2 separate regions of the Sus scrofa genome follow, and region 2 is linked to region 1. Evidence: chromatin contacts called from public Hi-C data. All regions are on one chromosome and are shown on one strand. The core of a region is the stretch at or near the end of the contact, and the rest is flanking DNA. Distances in the headings are between cores, read along the strand shown.

Region 1 (5,071 bases), core at 1,845-4,344:
GGCTCCTCTGGGGATCCGGGGATTCGGTTGGTTAACAGAAGAAGGAGCCCAAGAGAGCCCGGCTTTAATTACCAGAGTTGATGCTGGGAGACAACCAGTTGCCTCTGGAAAAAGATCTGTAAAGGTAGCTATGCCCAAACAGCGACGCTTCTGCTCGGTGCCTGGCTTCTCACTTCAGCGGTCATCAGGTCCAGCCCTCAAATCCTTAGGGTGAAAGGAAGGGATGGCTTGGGTGGGGGTCTGTGCCAGGAGCCCTTCCTGCCTTGCTTCACGACCCTGGAATTAGTAGGTTTTGCCAGGAGACAGTACAGCCCTAATTCCCAGGCAGAGGTGGTCTTACAAGTCAGAGGGCCTGAGCCGACTGCAGGGCAGAGCACCCTTCCTGGGGGACATGCCCCAGGCCAGCTTCCTGGCACCAGCTGCAGGGGCCCGAAAGTCTGGAAGGCAGCTTCTCCCTCCTGCCCCTTGGGTCTGCAAACCTTGTTTCCTAACTACTCAGTGCTGCTGGGCCTGCTCCCTGGAAAAACACAGCCTGTTTTGTTTGTTCTTTTTCTTTTTTCTTTTTTCTGAGATTCAGATCTCTCTGTTCTATCTAGAAAGTAAGTGTTAGGTTTCTTCATCCTTTTTGCCTGGACCACCAAGAAGGAGCCAGAAGGTGACCAAAGGGCCTGCTGCAAACAGAAGTTTTAGCAGAGGCGTGTGGTCTTCAGGCATTGTGTAGAGATGGTCTGGCTGTGCCTTTTTCTCTGCGTATTAAGTTAAAATACTTACTTAGCATCTGGACAGTTAATAATCTTCAAGAATTAAGACAACTGCTTCAAAATGCTTACTTTCTAACCACTGCCCCACCATGTGTCAGTTGCCACCAAGTGCAGCTTGCACACGTGCCTCCCCATCCTGTTGCTTCTGCCTCCCCCTTTTATTTTTATTTTATTTTATTTTTTTTTTGTCTTTTTAGGGCCACACCCACGACATCATGGAGGTTCCCAGGCTAGGGGTGTTCCCCCCTTTTTTAGTAGGCAGCGTTTGGCCTCTCGAGGCTGCCTGTTGACGCTTTGGTAAAGAAGAAATCCACTGTCCTCACAGCAGAAGAGGCGTTTGCGGGCGGCCCCTACTGGGCACTCACTGCGGTCCAGAGCCCTGGACTAGACTGATGCCTGCCCTCCTGCATCCGCCCCTCCCAGCGTGTACAGGGAGGCAGCCTTTCCAGGGCCTTCCTTAACAGAAGACCCACGAGCGCCATCATTTTTCCTGCCAGTCCATGGCATTGTCCTGTGAGAATGAAGAGGAAGAAAGACTGTGTGTGCCCTGCCCTGAACTGAGAGCAGGCCATGCGTGTTAAGGGTTATTTCCAAAAGCAGCAGCCTGCCTTTGCTCATGAGGAGAGGACCTAATCGCAGACAGCAGCACCCCTGGGCTCTCTGTGCTGTGTCCCTGGACCCCATCTTCCACCCCCTTGGGGTGTTGGGACTCGTGGGCGGTGGTGGCAGGAGTCACGTTGTAATCCCACAGAGTTGGAGGCAGTTTGGGCTGTTCCCTTAGGCTTCAGTAGTGGGATGAAATCATTGACCACCTTTTCCTGCCTCCAACACAGTCTCCCAGGGGGCCTCTGAGAAGGGATGCTGTGCGCAGGCGGGAGAGGACTGGGGCCTGGGGAGCTTGCTCGGTGGCCGTGCTGAGCCCAGACATGCTCCCCGAGAACCAACCTTTGATATGTGAAATGCCTACAGTGTCCTCCCTTCAGCAGCCTGTGCTGTGCTTCCATTTCCCAGGATCCCTTAGGGAGAAGCCACGTAGCTCATCTTCCTTTAAAGAAATTGTCTTCTCATTGGGCAGGACGGCTCACAGGCTCTCCCCGACCTCTGCGGCATGAGGGAAGGGAAACAGCAGTTGTGTGTGCAGGCAGTGTTTGAGCGGGTAGAACTGACCTGCTTGAAGACCGAAGGAGGCCCAGTCAGGTTTTCTCCTGCGGCAGGGCTGTCCGCAGCCCCGTCCAGGCCCCACCTCCGCCTCAGGCACTGGAGTGGCGCCCACACACCCTGGAATGGGTCTCCAGGCTGTTGTTGCCCAAGGTCAAGCAGAACTTACCTGAAATGGGTTTATCCCTGAAAAGCTACCTGTGCAAGGTGGGCTGGCAAGACTGCACCCCCCCCCCCCCCGAGCCCAGATGCCCAAGGCAACACAGGGAGCCTGCCCTGCTGAACTTGGTGGACTCGGCCAACACACCGGGGGCCTGGGCAGTGCAGCCACCTCTTGTGGTTCAGGGGCCTGGGATTGAGCCCAGGGCGGCCTGACTCCTCTCTGTGTCTGTTTCTCCCCCTCCTCCCAGCCCCAGCCCACCACACAGACATCTCCTTCCCTTCTGTGCACTCGAGCCCCAGGCACTGTTTTTCTTTTGGTGGGAAATCGGAGAAGCCTAATGTGGCTAGTTCTCCTCTGTGCCGAGAGCCTGCCTCAGGGAGGGAAGCTGTTACCTAAATCCAGGAGCCAGTCTCTGAGTGCCCGTGGCCGGTGGACCTGAGAGGGGAGGCGAACCTGCTGACTGTGGCTGCACTGCACCCCCACCCCGCTTCCTTTTCCCGGGCCCCAAACCCGCTCAGTTCCTTGAGTCGCGTGCAGAGACCCAAGGTGTGTTGACCGCAGGCCTTGTTGTGAGAGGAGGTGAGAGCTTTGGGAACAAAATGATCATTATAGCCACTCGTGTCGGCAGCGTGTATGCCTCTGGGTTTGCTCGCCAGCACAAGCAGAAGCTAATTTGCAAGGCTGCCTTTGTGGAGCTGCCTTTTGATCAATGATTGCCTGTGTTAATGTTTCAGTAAGCTATTGATTTCTGCAACAGCTTTTGTTCCCGGGATTTATGTGCAGTCGGTCTCCGCAGCACACACTCTGCATGTTTGATTAAAGTTCAATTGACTTCATTCCTGGTGAGGCCTCGAGCTGCTTCACTCCCTATTTGTAGAACCAGAGCTTTCCCCGAATATTCTTTTGTTTGTGCTCAAGACCTAGCCACCCATGCAGTCACCAGTGTGCTGTTTCTAATCCTCCTAGATTTGCTCCATTCCAATGTTTAATCCCTTCCTAGACGGTACGGTGGCTGAGAAGCAGCTAATAAAACCTGGTCTGGATTCTTATTTAAGTATTATTGTGGTCAGCTTCATTCATACCGTATATGCCACAAAAATGCGCCCCCCTGAAGAGCACACATTCGATGCGTTCCGACAGCTGGATCTACCCGTGTTCCTCTGTGTGTACAGCACCAGCGTCACCCCGAAGACCTCCTCGGGTCTTTTTAAAGGCACTTCCCTGCCCCTCACTCTCCAGGCTCCAGACGACCCCAGCTTTGCTTTCTGTGGCCATAGACGGAATCGTCCAGTCTGCACCCTTTTGTGGCTGGCCGCGATCGCTCAGTGTGCCGACTCTGGGGTCCGTCCGTGTTACTGCGTCATCACCGTCTTCCTTTTACTGCCCAGTGGGATTCTCGGTAGTGGGTTACGATAACATGCTGCTCGTCCTCCTGATGAGGAGTTGCTTGGCTCTTAAGAGTGACGTTTCTGTGAACATTTGTGTAAAAGTCTTTGTGGGCACATGTGTGTTTATCCTTTGGGGGTGAACGCCTGGGTGTGGACTGCGTGGCTCAGTTATACGGTCCATGTTTATTCAGCTCGGTCAGATCTGCCAAACCCTCGCACAAAGAGGTCTGGCCATGTTACAGTCCCGCCAGCAGCGTGGGAGAGTTTTCGTCAGGCCACTGTCTTCCTGAATTTTGAAATTTATATTCTTTCATGTTAGTGTCAACAGTCCTTGAGGCTTGTTCGCTTTGGTCCTGGGCCCTCAGATTATGGACTCTGCTCCAGGTCCCTTGTCCGAAAGCTGATAATTAAGCGTTGGCCGAAAGTTGCTTTAACTCCAGGTTTACAGGTGTGCCCTGGTTTTCCTCACCTGCTCAAGGAGGACACGATGCCCGAGCACAGGCTTCCAGTTGTGAACCTGAGGCTTTTTCTGTCTGGTATCTGATATGGGCCTAACCTTATTTGAATCTGCGGGTGATACCACCTTTTTTTGGGGGGGGGCTCTTTTTGCCTTTTCTAGGGCCACTCCCACAGCATATGGAGGTTCCCAGGCTAGGGGTCTAATCGGAGCTGCAGCCACCGGCCTACACCAGAGCCACAGCAATGCGGGATCTGAGCCTCGTCTGCGACCTACACCACAGCTCACGGCAATGCCGGATCCTTAACCCACTGAGCAAGGCCAGGGCTCAAACCCACATCCCAGTTGGATTCGTTAACCACTGAGCCACGACAGGAACTCCAGGCGATACCGTCTTTCAATACCATTGTAAACTCTCTGAGAATATCCACATTTGAAAAATAGAAGTGGGCTCTCTTAACGGTGCGAGTCAGCGAGGTACGGGGACCAGGGCGCCTGCCGGCCCACCGCCTTCAGGCAGGCCGAGGTGCGACAGAGACCCTGGAGGTGGTCCCCGCCAGTTTTCTCTCCCTTTTTTGTGTCCTTCTGCCTGCTGTAGCTCCCCATTCCGCCTTACATCCCAGGCCTCGGTCATCCCCCGGCCCCTAAAACAGCTTCGGCTGTGGGCGGAGGGGGAAGAACCGCTCTGGGTTTTCTCGTGCTTCTCTGCAGCTCGGGGCGGGCCCTGGTTTACTGTGCCGGCTGCCCCTTTGAAGCACGCCTCTCGGACACTGTGTTTGAAAGGTGACAGTGGGCAGCCTTGGCTCCTGTTCTGTATTTTCTCATGGGAAAATCAGAGCCAGGTCACTTTTCTGTCAGCACAGGGCTCTGAGTCCCCTAGAGCATTGCAGAGCGCGCGCCCTTGGCCAGCCAGCCAGAGACCGGTGTAGATGAATGGCTTTCTACGTCCAGGAGGTGGGATGTGACGAGGCAGGAGCCCAGTCACCACGGGGTATTGTCCCCGCCTTTGTAGGAGAGCACATAACAGAGGAGCCAGAAACCCAAGGGTCCTTCCTCCGCTGTCCCTTGCTGGCAGGTATCATCTCGGGGAACTGCGAGGTGGCAGTGGTGGGTGCTCCTTGGTGTCTGGCTCCTCATCGGCGAT
Region 2 (5,071 bases), core at 1,913-4,412, 140 kb before region 1:
TGAGCCACAGCAGGAGCTCCTGAGGGAACTGAAGTTCTGAAAGCCTCCCTGCCTTCTTGGGAACCCTAGAAATTCTCTCAACACCCGTGTGTGTGTGTGTGTGTGTGTGTGTGTGTGTGTGTGAGAGTGTGTGAGTGTGATGGGAAGGTGGGCCCTACTGCATGAAATAGCATTTCTGACATTTACATTTTTTGCGTGGAAACACTGCTTAAGGGGTGGTATTTTATTGTTGAGTTTTCAGCTCTCCTGTGGTTTTAACTTTTGTTGGTAGATGAACCTGGAGGCCTTACTGCTCACTCTTGAAGCATTTTCATGGGAAAGTGTTTTCCATCTTACTGTTACTTCATATTACCTGAAAATTTGGGAAGTGTGTGTTTGTGTATTAGAACCCATCTGTATATTTAAGAACTTAAAATTTCTTTGGATTTTAATTTCCAAGACGGTTTATTTCTTGCACACTTACAAGAAAAATACTGCACAGTTACCCATTCTTCTTATCATAAGGTAGCAGGAAGAAAAGGCCCGTTTTCCTTTCATGATTTACAAAGGATTTAGATGGGTTTTTTGTCAAGTAATGTAACTGTGGTTTAATTATTCCTCATAATTTTTAGTTTAATATCCTTTCATCACCGTCCTGCCCTCAATTTATCTTTGTGGTTTAATTAATTTTATTCTAAGAGTAAAATGCTGAGAGAAAAGCATTTAATTGATAAAGTTGTAGGTTAAAGGAATCAAGAAACAAAAAATGGAATATTGGGCATATTCTTTTTAAAATTTTTACTTTATTTTATTTTTAGGGCTGCACCTGTGGCATATGGAAGTTCCCAGGCTAGGAGTTGGAGCTGTAGCTGCTGGCCTAAACCACAGCCACAGCAACAACTCTAGATCTGAGCCGCAGCAGCACTGGATCTGCAACGTACACCACAGCTTGTGGCATCACTGGATCCTTAATCCACTGAGGGAAGCCAGGGATCGAACCCACAACCTCATGGTTACTAGTCTGGTATTTAACCTGTTCAGCCACAGCCGGAACTCCTGGACATTTTCTTATTTGGGGGGAAACTCTGGATTTTCTAAGTAGATAATTAGAGCGCTTGTAGCCACATTCCACGTATTCTTAGACTACCTCTTTTTCCAGTAGTATTTTGGTTTGCAGAGCAGTTGAGGATTGCTAACATTGTTTTGTTCTTTATTTTCAGAGGGAAGTGTAACATCTCCCATTTTTCTGACATATTTGCTGCTAGAGAGTTTAAAGCCCGAGTGGATTCATTTTTCTACATATTAGGCTACAACCCTGAGACAAGGTAAGTGAGCCATTTGGGCCCACTCCGTGAGACCTTTCGTTTTCTCACTTACGTGTGCGTGTGTTTGTGTATGTGTACACTTCTGGGTAGATACTGGTAAGACGAGAAAAAAAAAAAAAAGGCCCAAAGTCCTGTAGTAAACTCTTCAGAAGGAGTCGTAATTAGTGTCTTTGGTGTCGAAAGCAGCTTACGGTTTGCTGTTTCTTTGTTGTGGTTAAGAGAAGGAAAAGTTAGAAAATCTGAGAGAGAGCAGGACAGAGACCTCTGTTGAGTTGGTCTGTGTTATGAACTCATTATGAATTAGCAGGTTATTACCCTCCCGCCCTTCAGTCCAGCCTCCCCTGATACCTTGTTGAAAACGCTACGACATTATGGAACGTTTGTTGATTAGGAATTTGTTCCCTTCATAAGGCTGCTGGCGACCGTCTGGGTAAGATCTGTGTAACGGGTAGAATGCTTATTTTTTTTAAATGAGAATAGAGTCAAAATAATTTAACAGAAGGAATTCTTTGTTTATGTCTATAATAGACTGTAGTTTACCTTCGTCCGTGGAAGAACTTCTCTAAGAGTATATGCATTCATATTCATCCTGTATCAATCATGGCACTACACTCTTATTAAGGAATTTTTTAAAAAAAAGGTATTAAGTGATCAAGTAGTTTGTGCTCAGCACAGTCAATCTACCAATACAAGGCTTTAGAAAGAAAGAAAAGATGCATGGCTGAAGGAAGTTAATGGAAGCGCAACATTCAGTATAATTGCAAGATGGGTATTGTTTTAGTGAAAACCTCTTCCTGTAGGATGCTGAGAAATTATATGTAAAATTTGGACTGTTGCTGTTTAGTCAACCTAGGGTCAATAAAAGGCAGCATGTTCTTTGTTGTGGTTTTAAGAGGCTCCATAAAGCTCATACGTCTTAGTATTTCTCCCCATGTATACTCGACAGCAACTATGGGGTAATAGTGAAATGGTCACCTTAGTTGCTTATCTTTTTTTTCCTTTATAAAGCTGTGAAATTGAGCTCTTGTTTTCATTTGTGAAAGTATGCCCTATTCCAGTGACAGAGAAGCTGATCAATGATGATATTTCAGAGGCATCTTATATGTTGAAATGTTTATTCTGCATGCGCATTTATTAACTGTCTGGTCATATCTTCCTGTTACCTAAGGGAGGGTGGAACATTTGAACTTGGATTTCTGTCTAGGTACACAGTAGTCTGTTATTTCAGTGATGCCATGTTTATTTAACTGTTTGATAGCCAGCTCTCGTATTGCACAAGTTAGATTGTTTTAGGGAATTAGCCAAATAGCTTTTGGGTTTTAAATGTTTAGCTGTTGGGTTCATAACAGCCAGTTGTATTTATTTTTCACTAATTTTGGTTTTGCACCTCTTTTTGCCAAATGCTTATTTAAAGTGATACATAGCTTAGCTGTGTAAAAGCTGGAGGCTCCCATAAGCTCTTGTCTCATTTTTTGTTGTGGTTGCTGGCAGTCTTTGGTAGTGATATTTCCCATCAATCTTGTTTTAATTAAATTGTGGGCTAGGTGTGCCATGGAGGGGTATTGTTAGTGACCAGTGTGTGGCAGGTCTCAAACTTCTCACAGAGAGGGAGAAAATTCTCAGTGGTGGAGCTAGGGTGGCCCACTTCCCAAGCTCTCTGGCCTCCCCCTGAATGCCACCTTCTTAGCTCTGAAGTTTGGAGCTTGGTGTCCACGTCCCACAGCTGCTGGGATTATCAAGTGTGTCTGTGATTCAAGACTAGGAAACTGTGTTTCCGCCGCCTGGCCTGTGCTCAGCCCAGTCCTCAGATGCTCAGGTGGCTTCCCTCCAGCAGCTGGCCTCTGTCTCTTTGTTTCACATGTGAGGGGCGGGGCCTGTGTGACGAGCTGGTTCCTGGTGCCATCCAGCCTCATCTGGACGAGCAGTCCCTGGGGCTGTGTGGTGCGTGTGCCGACTCTTGGCGTCCGGAGTGGATCAGGGAGGACGTGTCCGACCGTTGCGATGATCCTATGAGGTGGCACGTAAGTCACCAGGAGCACTGGAAGTGAGGGAATGGCTGGTCTGGTGACTGTCCCCTTCCCGCCGTCCTGTGGGAGCTCTAGTGAGCAGTGGCAACTGAAGTCTGGATGCAATCGTCTATTTCTCATAGCAGATCTCCCGAAGGCAGTTAAAAACTGGTTGTGTGATTTCCTGTAATTTATTTAGCATCTTAGCCAGTAGTGAAAGTTCGGGATTGTTTTTTCCTTTCATGTTTAGCACAGATCCTTTTTATTTTATTTATTTTTGTCATCTTAGGGCCACGCCTGTGGCATATGCAGATTCCCAGACTAGGGGTCAAATCGGAGCTGCAGCCACCAGCCTACATCAAGCCACAGGATTGCTTGTAATTGGAGTCCCAGTAAGGACAAAATTAATTGTTTTTGTTTGTTTTGCTCAGAGTACCAATCATTAATATAATTAAAGCATCCACAGTAATACAGATTCATAATCTCTTATTTTTAATTCTGAAATCTGAAGGCTCTGAGGATCAAAAACTGTTTATGCTAAGTTGGAACTCATTTGACCATCAGGTCAGACTTGACCCGAACTGATGGGAGGCTTTTTGTATTCTTAACTCAGTTCACTCTTTGTGAATTTATACGGCTTTTGCTATAAAGGACCAGTGTGATAGAATAGGGCTTGTTGCTCAGACACCATTGGGTGTTACATAATATGTGGTGTTTTCGATATGGTACCTTTCTAAATCCAAAAACCTCTGAATTCTGAAGAACCTCTGATCCTAAGAATCTTAGCTGGGGGATTGTGACACTGTGTGTTCTTGCTGGCCAAAACATTTAAGGAACAAAACTTGGGCAAAACATGTGGGCTAGGTGTTTCTAGCTCCAGGTACAATACAAGGCTGGCAGATGAGAGAGAACTTTGAACCTTTGGTAAGTGGGCTTTGCTTTGGAGTTTGTTTTGACATTTCTGCACTTAGGGAGTGTTCACTTTGCTCAATCAATGAGATTCACTACAAATTTACTTATCCAGTCAGCATGCCCTGCAATATAATATAACTACAGTCTCATTTTACATGAAGGGTTTGTTCCAAATTCTGATTACAAACTTTGAAGTCAATTGATTGCAGCTCAGAGGTCCTGCTCCATTAAGCCAGTAGAGCTTATGCATTTGACCAGAGCACCGCTATCCTTGGTTAAGCTCCAATGGGTTGGTTCTAGTTTATAAAAAGAGACGAGCATAGGGTCTTGGTTACCCATAAAATGTTGAATCCCAAAGCATCCAAAAGCAGGGGGGAGAAAAAGGCCATCCAAAAGCCAAACATGAAGCGCGTCCCTGAGATGTCCGGATTCTGCGAGGCAGACGGTTAAACGTCTGGCCGATGCTGCTGACGTGTGGCAAGGCGAGCCCTGGGGATTCTTGCCTCTGCTTGGAATATTAATTATCAAATTCTTTGAAAATATGCAGTTACTAAAACTATAGGGTAAGTTCCTTCATTGACCAGGATGAAACTGACCCAACGATTGTGGTGAATACGTAAGTGATAGTGATGTGAAACCTTTCTACAGTCAGAATTTTTTGTTTGTTTGTTTTGGTTTTTTTTGTCTTTTGTCTTTTTAGGGCTGCCCCTGTGGCATATGGAGGTTCCTAGGCTAGGGGTTCAGTTGGAGTTGTTGCTTCCGGCCTACACCACAGCTCACAGCAATGCCAGATCCAAGCCGCGTCTGGGACCTACACCACAGCTCACGGCAATGCCGGATCCTTAACCC

Evidence for each region. Hi-C and Micro-C count contacts between places; a contact is called where the count stands out from the background.
Region 2: a contact with region 1 is called in a Hi-C map of liver, with 8 times the contacts expected there. The contact joins two enhancer-like sites. A contact is called at or near these places in 4 of 47 Hi-C or Micro-C datasets (all in liver) and 1 of 2 datasets of contacts at active chromatin or transcription factors (skeletal muscle).

What each region holds. Positions count from the first base shown.
Region 1 is chr6:68,967,389-68,972,459 of Sscrofa11.1, reverse strand. The region is part of intron 12 of RERE (arginine-glutamic acid dipeptide repeats protein); the gene reads left to right. Among named protein-coding and RNA genes, the nearest start is that of SLC45A1, 36 kb to the right of the region's middle. Within about 2 kb of position 3,094, at least 14 of the 83 cell types and tissues checked have an H3K27ac peak or open chromatin away from gene starts, as enhancers often do. A contact at or near this core is called in liver, where this site is marked.
Region 2 is chr6:69,103,217-69,108,287 of Sscrofa11.1, reverse strand. It overlaps RERE (arginine-glutamic acid dipeptide repeats protein), which reads left to right. Exons shown (of 24, transcript XM_021095277.1): 7 at 1,200-1,304. Among named protein-coding and RNA genes, the nearest start is that of RERE, 150 kb to the left of the region's middle. Within about 2 kb of position 3,162, at least 9 of the 83 cell types and tissues checked have an H3K27ac peak or open chromatin away from gene starts, as enhancers often do. A contact at or near this core is called in liver, where this site is marked.